2 separate regions of the Mus musculus genome follow, and region 2 is linked to region 1. A link is a contact called in public HiChIP or PLAC-seq data. All regions are on one chromosome and are shown on one strand. Each heading gives the region's core, a stretch centred on a gene start, on an enhancer-like site or on the middle of the called end of the contact. The rest is flanking DNA. Distances are from core to core; before and after follow the strand shown.

Evidence for each region. HiChIP or PLAC-seq counts read pairs in DNA pulled down with a chosen protein or histone mark.
Region 2: a contact with region 1 is called in an H3K4me3 HiChIP or PLAC-seq map of intestinal villus epithelium, with 9 read pairs. The contact joins two enhancer-like sites. A contact is called at or near these places in 7 of 115 datasets of contacts at active chromatin or transcription factors (acute myeloid leukemia, embryonic stem cells, epiblast stem cells and 3 more) and 1 of 9 other capture datasets (embryonic stem cells).

The regions. Positions count from the first base shown.
Region 1 is chr9:31,599,111-31,604,570 of GRCm38.p6, forward strand. No RefSeq gene overlaps it. Among named protein-coding and RNA genes, the nearest start is that of Gm31408, 42 kb to the left of the region's middle. Within about 2 kb of position 2,186, at least 5 of the 459 cell types and tissues checked have an H3K27ac peak or open chromatin away from gene starts, as enhancers often do. A contact at or near this core is called in intestinal villus epithelium, where this site is marked.
Region 2 is chr9:31,838,103-31,843,961 of GRCm38.p6, forward strand. No RefSeq gene overlaps it. Among named protein-coding and RNA genes, the nearest start is that of Gm31497, 65 kb to the right of the region's middle. Within about 2 kb of position 1,304, at least 30 of the 459 cell types and tissues checked have an H3K27ac peak or open chromatin away from gene starts, as enhancers often do. A contact at or near this core is called in intestinal villus epithelium, where this site is marked.

The DNA of each region.
Region 1 (5,460 bases), core at 936-3,435:
CAGAGGAAATCTATATATTTTCTATAAGCTTAAAAATGCTCAAACAAAAGCCTATTAATTAAAAAAAAACCCACAGTGTCATTCCTGCGTATATGTAATGACTTAGTCATGGGTATGTAACACACTCACAGAGACGCTCCATTTTTAAAGACTACTGTGTCTTGCTCTGTAGCCCAGGCTGGCCTGCAACTGCCTGTTTGACTTTCTTTTTTGCTCTTATTGATATCATTGGCAGAAACTTTCCCGGTCCTCATAAATCTTAAATTTTATAATCTTACAGTTTTGGATTACTATATAGTAACTCAAGTTCATTGAACTATTTAAACACCTCTGACCTTAGGCTGGGCCTATAGCAGTCTAGGAGACTGCCGAGCACAAAGAATCTGACTTCCTTTCTCAAACCTCTTCCTTCTGCACTTACAGTCTTGCTTTGGGTCCTCTGGAGATAGAGACGGGGAGCGGGAAAGGTGCGGTGTGGCTCCCCAAGAGGGGTGCCTGTCCCAGTTCAGCTTTTGTGTTGTCTCTGAGCTCAGGTCAGTGTATTCTGTGTACTTTAAAATTTTTAAGTTATAGAGGCCAGGGATGTGGCTCAGTTGGTATAGTGCTTGCCCTAACATAGAGAGACTCTGGGCTTGATTCCCAGCACCATATACGTTTAGTGTGGTGTCTCTACCTGCAATCTCAGTACTTTGAAGATGGAGGTAGGCAATCATCAGGGATTAAATGGAGGTCACACACATACATGCACTTTCACACAAACATACATGCACTAATAATGAACATAAGAAAGATAAAGTGCTGAAGAGATGGCTCAGCAGTTGAGAGTACTGGCTTCTCTTCCAGAGAATCTGGGTTTGAGTCCTAGCATCCACCTGGTAGCTCACAACTGTCTGTAGCTTCAGTATTAGAGCAAAGAATGTCCTCTTTTGTCATCTGTGGGTATCAGACACATATAGGGGGCCCAGAAGTATATGCAGGCAAAACAGCATAAACATACAATAAAAATAAAAAACCCAAAGATAAATAAATAAGCTATAACCTGTATCATAAAACTGATTGTTTGTCCTTTAGTCAGTTAATCTGGACCATGTTTATACATTTCCACATACTATGCCTGTCACTAACTGAATGCTCATTGCTGTGTGAATAACTGAAGGTGCCCCAGGTAAGTGTGCCTGTACTAAATGTTTTGCAAAGACTGGGAAGACAGCAACAGCATGGGAGCTCACAGGCCCTATATGCCAGGGGAGCAGACAGTCTGGCTATATCCTATGCATTTATATGTATTGATTAAGTACAGCCATCCAGGGATGTGGAGTGCAAGGGGTGAAAAAGGATGCCATTTTCTTCCTTAATGGCCCATACTATTTATTCAGGCATATGTATTTTACTAACAGAATCAAAGCAATGAACATCAAAAATGTCTGTCCTCTTTGGAGGGTCCTTACTTTGACAGAGGCAGAGACAGAGACAGAGGCAGAGAGAAAGAGACACGAGAGACAGACGAGGGGCAAGATAGAGAGGGAGAGACAGAGACAGAGACAGAGACAGAGACAGAGGCAGAGACAGGATAGGAGGAGAGTACTGACATTCAAAAGCTGATTTGGTATTTACAGCTGAGCCTACTGGATGCACACAACTACACAAAATACAAACCTTAGACTACTCTGAGGTCACAGTAAACAGAGGCGAAGCCAAGCCACTTCTTACTTTTGTCTAACATGGAACAAAAGCAAATTACTATGCTTTATGAGAAATGGTGAACACTTGCCTGACTTGGCTGGAAAACTAATGGCCACGTTCCTATTCTTTCCAAATACAGCTTTGCCCTTGTTCATTTGTACTCTCTACAGATTAGATTAATTACATAATCTGTCATAGAATAGTCAACCTTTATCGCTAATGTTTTAGAGATCAGATCTTACTCTGTAGCCCACAGTCCAATGTCGAGTGAGCACTGACTTCCTTAGTCCCCACCCCCAGTCATATGTAATCTCCTTTTTCCTAATGTTCTTTATTGCCATGTCCCGTGGATCTTCCATGGTGAGTGTCCCCCTCAAGTGTTGAGACAAACATTTATTTTCTGGTGGCCTTCATTAACAGAAACCACAGCAAAACTCACACATTAACGTCTTATCACGTGGCTTTTCTCTGTCTCATCCTTCCAGACCTCTCTATTCTTGTCAGATAAGGAACGGTGCTATCTTCCTTTACAGCTTAATTGAGGTCTGATTTGCATATGGTTTGCATACTTAGAATGAAACTTGATAAATTTTAACTTATGTACTTTCAGCAACTATTAATCTACTTTCATTTTAAACAGTGTGTGTGTGTGTGTGTGTGTGTATGTGTGTATTCTTACCCCAGAGAGGACGGGGGGGGGGGGGGGCTTTATCCCTACAGTGATAAGCAGGCTTAATGCTTACTTCTGAGCTTCTAAATCCTTTTCTTCATTAAGGGGAGCCAAGACTCCTTTAGGAAATGATCAGGTTGTGTCTGACAAAGTCCAGAAAGTATCTGAGCTATTTGGCTACTCTGGAAAGTCAGAAAGTATTTAAGGAATGATTGAACGTGGAGGAAGGACAAAGGAGCTCTCATGAGGGGACTCCCAATGACCAAGTATGCCTTTATGTGTCATGAAGACGAGCATTAGCAATGGATTCTGTACAAGTGGATAAAACAGAATCCACGAGTCAGACAGATAAACATAAATGAATGAATGAGTGAAGAAAGAGAGGACTCCCTCCAACCAGTGCACTCGGAAGGAATGGCAAAACTGGGGCGTCACCAGTTGGCAGCACCCATTGTAGTTAGCTCACCCAAGAAACAATGTCAAGGATGGTGAGAAGGGGCAGGAGTGACAAAGGCTAGATGAGGGTGGAGTTTCTTAGTTCCTGGCTAGAGAAAAAGAGCAACATTTTAGTGGAGAACTTGGAAAAACACCTTAATGAGGTGATTCAAGTTCACACCAGCTGACATGAGGTCAACTGTAATGACATTCATCCAAGCGAATGCAATAAGAACACATTGTGGCATCTTTTCCTCAAAGAATTGCCAGAATCAGTCACAAGGAACTGTCTACAAAATGTCTCCCATGCAGCTCGGAAATATCACCATCACAAAAGACAGGAACAGATGGAGAAAGTTAGGGAAGGTCTGGAGAGATGGCTTGACAGTTAAGAGCACTGGCTGCTCTTGCAGAAGACCATGGTTTGATTCCCAGAACCTATATGGTGGCTTTCAACCATTGTAACTCCTGATTCATGGTATCTACTGATCTCTTTTGGCTTCTGTAGGTCAAAAGGATTGCATGTGGTGTTTGCGTATGCACATACTCACACACACACACACACACACACACACACACATGCAGGGAAAACACCTACACATATACAACATTTAAAAAGGCTTTGTGGAACACAACTGCCCACAGTGTGGCTTCTAGCATTATTGAATCAGTCAACATGACCTTAATGGGTAAGATGATTAAATGATAGAAATGGAGACACCTTACTCCCTTGGGTTTTATGTTGTATCAAAATGTCAAAGAATGCCCTGTACATGGGAAACCTACCTTCAAGTGGTTGTGCTAATCTCAGAACTGTAGTAACCAAGGGTTTGACTCAGTCTCTTTGATCCTAGTCTTGAGGATCAGCAAATCCCAGCCTTCCACCCTACACAGGGTGTTCCCAAAGGACCTTTGCAGAAGGCCAAGGTTCTTTAGACAGTGATCCAAGAAATAATCATCCACAAGAGGGGGAAATAGCGCGGGTGACCTTTGTTCTGTGCCTGGGACTTTCCCTGGTTTTGCTGCAGTGTTGAAACCAGGAAACTTACTAATGATATCTATAGCATATCAGCATAAGCATTAATATTAATGTCTGCCGAGGAGGCTTGGAACAGTGTGGGAATTCCCCCTGCTGTAGGCACCGTCCCCAGAAAGATATGGCTGGCAAAGCAATATTGTGCACAGGTAAATAGTTTCTCCTGGCCAGAACCTTGCCTCACACATTCTTGTCTGATCAAACTGTACCTGTGCTGTCTTTATAAGTTCTTTTATAAAACTGTAGTTTCCCGAAACTTGACACTCTTCGGGAAGGGGAGATGGTACGCTTCCCTTAGTTGTTGAAATTGCCCAGAGCTTCAGCCTGGAAGCCAGGTTCTCTGTTCTCTGCGAGCTTTTTGCCTCTTTCACGATTGTACAGATTATCGAGGTCTATAGGAACTGAGCACATTTCTCCATTGTTCTGACTTTGCTGCACTCTCCTCACATCCCTTTCCTAGTGCTATGTAATCTCTCTCTGTCTGTCTCTGTCTCTGACTGTCTCTGTCACTATCTCTGTCTCTTGGTTTTTTGAGGCTGGGTTTCTCTGTATGGTCCTTGCTATCCTGGAACTTGTTCTGTAGACAAGGCTGGCCTTGAACCTTCATTCAGTTTTCGAGTCTTATTTTCCTTTTGTAGTTTCCAAAGACATAAAAGGACAGGTGACACTTGTCTCTTGGCGTCTAGCTGGTTTTGATTAATTTTGTCCCAAATTCTACCCATATTGCTGCAAATTATATGCTTTGGTTCTTCTTTTAGGGATTAAAAAGAAAAAAAAATCATGTTTCCCCCCCCCCCCAACTCTACAGGGGTCTTAGTACAGACTACTGGCCTCAACCTATAAACCCAATCAGAATAAAAACGTGCCCTCTGCTGCTGTGGTTTATAGATTCTTTGATTTGCACGGTAATCCAGGTGCTGGCTCTGCCTGTCTCATGTTTAGTTGTGCGTGCCATGGACGCTCTCCATCCACATAAAAATTTCAAAACCCATGCTTCCGCTAAGCTTCACCACTACAGAAGACACTGTGGCGACCTCACTTCGGAGGCTCACTCCTTTCTTCAAGTTTCTAGATGTTTAACTCTAGACCATGGCAACTATTAGTTATCCCGGGTCATGACAACTGGTCCCTATACTAGTTAGCCAACCACTGTGCTGGTTTTCTCTTGAATCAACTGCAGAAGAGTCCCATCTCCCATCATCCTTTGCGCCTCCCTCGCCCCTCCTTTGCTTCTAGCCCTCCTTGCCGCCTGATAGTTACTTTCCTTCTGTTCTACAGGCATGAATTGGTGACTCCAACATGTTTTAGCTTCTTCACCCCTGCCTCGAAGGCACTGTGTCTAGATGAGTCAGACAGACTTATAGACAGCTTAGTCCTTTTAGTTCATTTGTCAAGTGGCAGGCCGGTACTATGCCTAGAGTCTGTACACGACCTGCTGTTTCATGACGGAACTCATAGACTGCTATCCTTCCTCCTCTGTCACACCCACATCTCCTGGTTGAATTGATCCACAACAGGGTGCCCAGGCTGATTGCTTATCTTACAGAGAGATACACTGTTTCTGTTTCCGCCTTGAGGGAGCTTACTCCCAGCAAAGCTGTACTAAATATGATGAACACCAATTTAGTAAATTGCA
Region 2 (5,859 bases), core at 54-2,553, 240 kb after region 1:
TAAAGAAACACTTTCTCACTGAAGCCTTTGGTTCCGGTGACCACATAGCAGTGTCCCAGGGTGCAGACAGACACAGCTGCCCCGATAACAAAAGCCAGTGTTTGCCATCCTAGAAACCCGAACAGCCAACTCCCACACATCTCAGGCTGCTGAGCCCCTGAGCAGTCTTCCTTTTTGCACTGGGGACAGCTGCTTTCATTGGCCACTGTAGAGTGAATGGTTCATACTCTGTACTGTGTTTGCCTTGAACACAAACTGAAAAGCAAGTGTGTACGAAACAAAAGCAGTGGCTGAAATCAAACCCAAAAAGACAGTGGACAGAGGCAGTGGACGGTCAGAGAAAGAGCCCTGGGGTGACTGAGGGACAGGAACAAGGTGATGTTGCGAGTGGGACCAGGTCACCAAGGCTTCTGGGACTTCAGAGGTCATTCCAAGGACATCTGAAGAAGAATGGCCTCTGTAACAAGGGACTTTGTATTTTAGTGGTCCCCAGGACAACATCCAAGTCCGACATCTTCCTCACACATTTCTTCCCAACCTGGTGTAAGTGGCCACATCCTTGAACATTCAGAGTAGGCAAGCCTCTTACAGAGCCTCAGATATGACTCCTTCCTCCATGTTCATCCAAATATTAACACCTGCTTCCAAAGTTCCTGAAAATGACAACCCACTTCAGTGCCCCTTAAACTTTTAAGCCTCCGGACATGCATCAGAAGAGATGAGAAGAAACCTGGACATGCCATTTGAGGGGGGCAAATTGTACCCCAATCTACAAAGAATGTATATCAGCTGTGTTTGTAGGAAGGGCCAGGGTTCACAGGGCCTGGCAGCCTCTATGCTTTGTCCTGGGATCAGCCTAGCTCAACTTTGTCCTAAGATCAGCCTCCCTATGAGCAAGGTGCCAACAGCAAGTGTAGTGAACGAGTGGAGTTCCAGCTATGTGAGGTAGCTGTGCAAGCTACCTAATCCCTGGCACACTGTCGGGATGCATTAAAAAGTCAGCAGACCTGGACGTTGTTTCTTTCAGTCAAGCAATTTGTATGAATGAGAATCCAGGTGCCCGGGGAAGAAAGGCTACTCGAAGGAGGAAAAGCCTCAAAGAACACTGGGAGTTTGGATCAAGAGAGCTGGTTTCTGCTCCCAAAGGGTTGAGGATTCAACCCCTGACACGTCTTGAGGATCTTGGCAGGCATTTTTGAGCAGGTGCACAGCCACCCCTCAGCCTGTCTCAAACTGTGTGTTCTCTAGCAGGCGAGACAAAGGAATGAACTCTGGACCCCAGCATGTGAGGGAGAGATGACACACGTCTTGATGAACAGGGTAAATCCAGGCACCTCTGAGGGCCCTTGTTACATTCTTGAGCTGTAGGAGGGGCCTCTGCTTGGGTTTCGGCTGTTCTTGGCCTCCTCACTGACCTGGGGCACTATTTCCTCTCCCCAGTACCTCCCCCACCTTCTTTCAAAAAAAAAAAAAAAGTGTTTAAAGGGTTTTGTCCGTGAATGATCTTATTCATGAGGTAGACATGATGACAGTTTGCAGAGTTAAACGGGCACTTTAACTGTGTGTCTAATAAATCCGAAACCAAAATAAACACACGGGAAGAGGGTTTGGGAAAGAAAGGAGTCAGGCAGACTGGCAGGCATGAACGGAGCCTGTCACACTGATTTACACAGCCCCTTAGAAAGCAGGGTGTCCCCACCCCTACCTCCCCCCCCCCCAGTCCCGCTCCTCCCAGGCCTGGCTGACCTGAGGGCCAGTCCAAAGCAGCCAGGTAGAGGCCAATGTGAAAGCACACCTGGACGGACTGTGAATGGTGGGTGGGAAATGGAGCAGGAAGGGTCGTGCTGTCCACTGCCCATCAGAGAGGCAAAAGCCAAATAAATGCAAGGAGACAAAGCCAGACTGGTGCTGAACCATGGTGTGGTCCACACCCGGATTAAAAATGGCATTACCAGGCTTTTTCTGCCCACTCCAAATCACCCTCCACCCAGGATTTGAGAACAAACTGGGATTAGAGACATATTCAGGTGAACTTGACAAGCACCTCTTGCTCTAGGGCTAATCACCATTCCAGGGGCACAAGGGGCCTGCCTACCTTGACCCTTTCTTAGCCAGCCTAGCACGCTAAGGACATGCTTTGGGGCGTATCTGCCATGAATCACCTTCCTTGTCCAGAAAGAATGCCGTCACACAGGGAAATGGAAATTCCTTTAATATTTGAATAGGTTTGAGGGTAGAGCCAGTCTTTCTTTTTCTCATTGTCCACCCTTAGCCTCTACTTAGTGCTATTTCAGGACTAAACTAAAAAAAAAAAAAAAAGTTTAAAATGCTTGCTGGATTGAGGCTATGGTCTATGGCTAGCTGCTCCTGGCCCTCCAAAGCCACGAATGGCTTTGCTTCTGGTTCTCCGGGCACTGAGACCTCTTTCGGATCACTGCCGTCTCTAGCACCTTCCACTGCAAAATGGAAAGAATGCCCCTAGCTGTTGTTCATTCCGCACTATGGAGCTTGGCTCCATCCTAAAGCCAAGCCCACAGGGATGGCTCAGACCCTTTTGCCTTTGCCTCTAGCCATGCTATCCCATTCTGGGATTCATCTTCCCACTCCAGTCCTTGGTATCACAGGCCACGCAGCCTCATGACTCTCCACCTGCTACCCAGTATCAGTTTGTCCTAGAATGATTCTAATTTTGGTTTTAGATAAATACTCAGTAGGCGTTGCCTTTCCCCAGGCCACACACTGCCCAGGACTCTTGATGGAAAGTACTTTGGGGATATCTTCAAAGCCCGGCCCACTCTTTTTCCAGAAGGAGGTAGCACAATCCATAGCCTTTGCCCTTGCTCCCTGGGTCCTTCAAATGTGGAGTCTCTGTCACCCTTCTTTATGAATAGCTTCCCCAGGGGAAAATGACCTAGCATTTTTTCTTGGGTTCTGGGAGAATTTCAGTAGACAATGAAGCTCTTTTCTTTGTCTTCTTGTCTCTGAGAAAGGTACACAACCCACAGCCCATGGACAGACCTGCTGCACTGAGGATGGCCGGGGTCCAGGGGAGGTACTTTGTGATGAGGGGCTTCGGGTTTCATGGAAGCAAGCAGTGCAAATTCCTTAAATCCAATAACAACAACAACAACAACATTAACTAAGCAGGAAGCCAGGAGAACACAGACCTGCTAACTGCGCAGCTGCAAACCTTTGGAGACCTCAGCAGAGAAAGAGGAAGTGCCAGCCTCTAGCCACTGAAAAACAGCCTCGAGGGATTTATGCTCTAATAGAGGAACAAAAAAAGAATCCGTGTCCTTCTTGGGAAAATGGCAGGACGAAGCGGCAGTCACAAAAGATGCATTAAGAAGAGTGGAGGAAGAGTGAACAGGTTGGACCGGAGAGAGGCAGGGTTAGTTAGGAGCACTCTTAAGAGAAGGTGGTTTCTCCCTGCCCTGCTGCGGTGTAAGAGAGAACAGAAAGGAGACTGTCTCTTGGGCACAGAGCCCATTGACATCCAGGGTCTCAGAGACAGAGTTGCCTGATCCAAGAAAGAGGGATGCCTCTGTGCCTGGGAGGGGCACAGCAAGCATCAAGCAGAACCAAGGAGAGAGCAGTGGGGATCTCGGAAGGGGATCAAAGCCACCAGATCCTCCAGGTATTAGCCAGTGCAGGCAACAAAGTGTGCAGAAACCCCAAAAGGAGAGTTTCTGCAAACAGTGCATTTCAGCTCTGCCCCCAACAGATTCTGTCCCCTCTCTGGTTCCTTTCAGACAGATGGAGGGATGAGAGTAAGGAAGGACCTACAGACAATTTTCAGAGGGTTTGGTCTTGACCTAGCCATAGACATGGGCAGGAGAGAAAAGTCCAAACTGATCTACTTAAGATATGCTTCTGATAAACCTATTTAGATGAGTTTGAGGGATGATAGCTCATGCTGTGAGAGTCAATGCATTACTGAATTCTGTGTGGTTGGGTATATCTTAGCAAATCTTTAAAGATAGCATGGGCACCATCTGGCACACACAGTGACCCAGAGCACAGTCACGTCGTTAAGTGAACATTATGAACATTACTGAGAGCCGACAGTGGGTTCTACAGCAGGAGTTTGTTTTCTACCAGAAAAAAAAATGCACAGGGTAAGAGAGAGCCAGGGAGACCCTGTAAGAAACCCTCATTGAAGCCAACAGCTTGCCCTCCATAGGCCCTCATCTGGGAAAGTGGAGCCATGCTTATGAGGAAGACTCTGCAGGGGTGCTTGGTCCTCAGCTTAGCCCCTGAGACATGCAAGATCCAGAAAACAACCTTGATCTTTCTCTGGTTAATGGGCTTATATAAAACTGAAAGACTCCACCCACTTTACAATCTAACTGGACAGCAGGAAGTCGAAAAAAGAAATGTGTGTAAATAGGCTCTCTCCAAGCTTGCCAGAGCAGAGTCACTCTTACAGAGAAAAGTCTCTATGGTCAGCTGCTCCAGATTCTTAAAGACTTGCCTAAGCTCTTTCTCTTCTTCCGGAAAACTTCAAAAATTGAGCAATGACCATCACTCACATTAAAATCTGAACCCTCGGTGGCCATTGCTGTGTATCCCAGAGAAGGGCAATGCACTCACTTAGCAAGGCCTGCAAATGGAAAACCATGGAATAAAAGAGTCACCAAGAAACGCAGCGGGGACAAGCCAATGCCAGGGGGAGTTGATCAGTAATTTGTTCCAGAATAGCTTAGAACAACTTACCTACTGCGACATTCCTGAGGAAACTTCTGAAGCTGGTACCTGAATGTATATCACAGTGCCTGGGAACTATGTGAAAAGAGAAGGAGAAAGCCAGAGGAAGAGCAGGGCTGGGCTTCCAGAAAAAGCAGAAGCAAAAGGCTTTCCACTGCTGGAGAAAGAGACGACTGCATGCTCATGTTCATGTCAGCACTCCTCTCAATAGCAGAGATGGGTGTCAATCGAAGGATCCAACTGGCAGGTGGGTAAAGAAACTGGTACATGGCCACAGTACTATTTGGCACAAAAGTGAAGGAAGTCTTATCACTTGAGAGAAAATAAATGGACCGGAATGTCAGCATCTTACATGGGAAAGGGAGGACAGCTACAGAAGACAACCACAACATGTTCTTACGTGTACGTAGATGCTAAGGAAGTTGAGGCTATGATAGAAGTAGAGTGTAACCATGGTAATTACATGTTCAGGATGGAATGGAGAGATGCTGGGTAAAGATTTCATGGGGTTGGAGAGATGGCTCTGTGGTTAAGAGTACTGACTGCTCTTCCAGAGGACACAGGTTCAATTCCCAATACCCACATGGTACCTTACAACTGTCTGCGACTCCAGAGGGTCCCACACCCTCATACAGACATACATGCAGGTCAAATATCAATGCACATAAAATAAAAATTAATATTTTATTAAATAAAAATTTCTGCCTCACAAATACAGAGGTGGATGCTCACAGCCATCCATTGCACTGAGCATAGCGTCCCCAATGGAGGAGCTAGAGAAAGTACCCATGGAGCTGAAGGGGTTTGCAGCCCCATAGGAGGAACAACAAGATGAACTAGCCAGGACCCCCAGGGCTCCCAGGACTAAGCCACCAACCAAAGAGCACATATGGTGGGACTCACGGCCCCAGCTGCATATGCAGCAGAGGATGGCCTAGTCAGACATCAATGGGAGGAAAGGCCCTTTGTCCTATGAAGGTTTTATGCCCCAGTGATGGGAAATGCCAGGGCCAGAAAGCAGGAGTGGGTGGGTTGGTAAGCAGGGCGAGGGGGAAGAGGGTAGGGGAGGGTGTTTTTCAGAGGGGTATCCAGGAAAGGGAATAACACTTGAAATGTAAATAAAGAAGATATCCAATAAAAAAATTTTGGGTT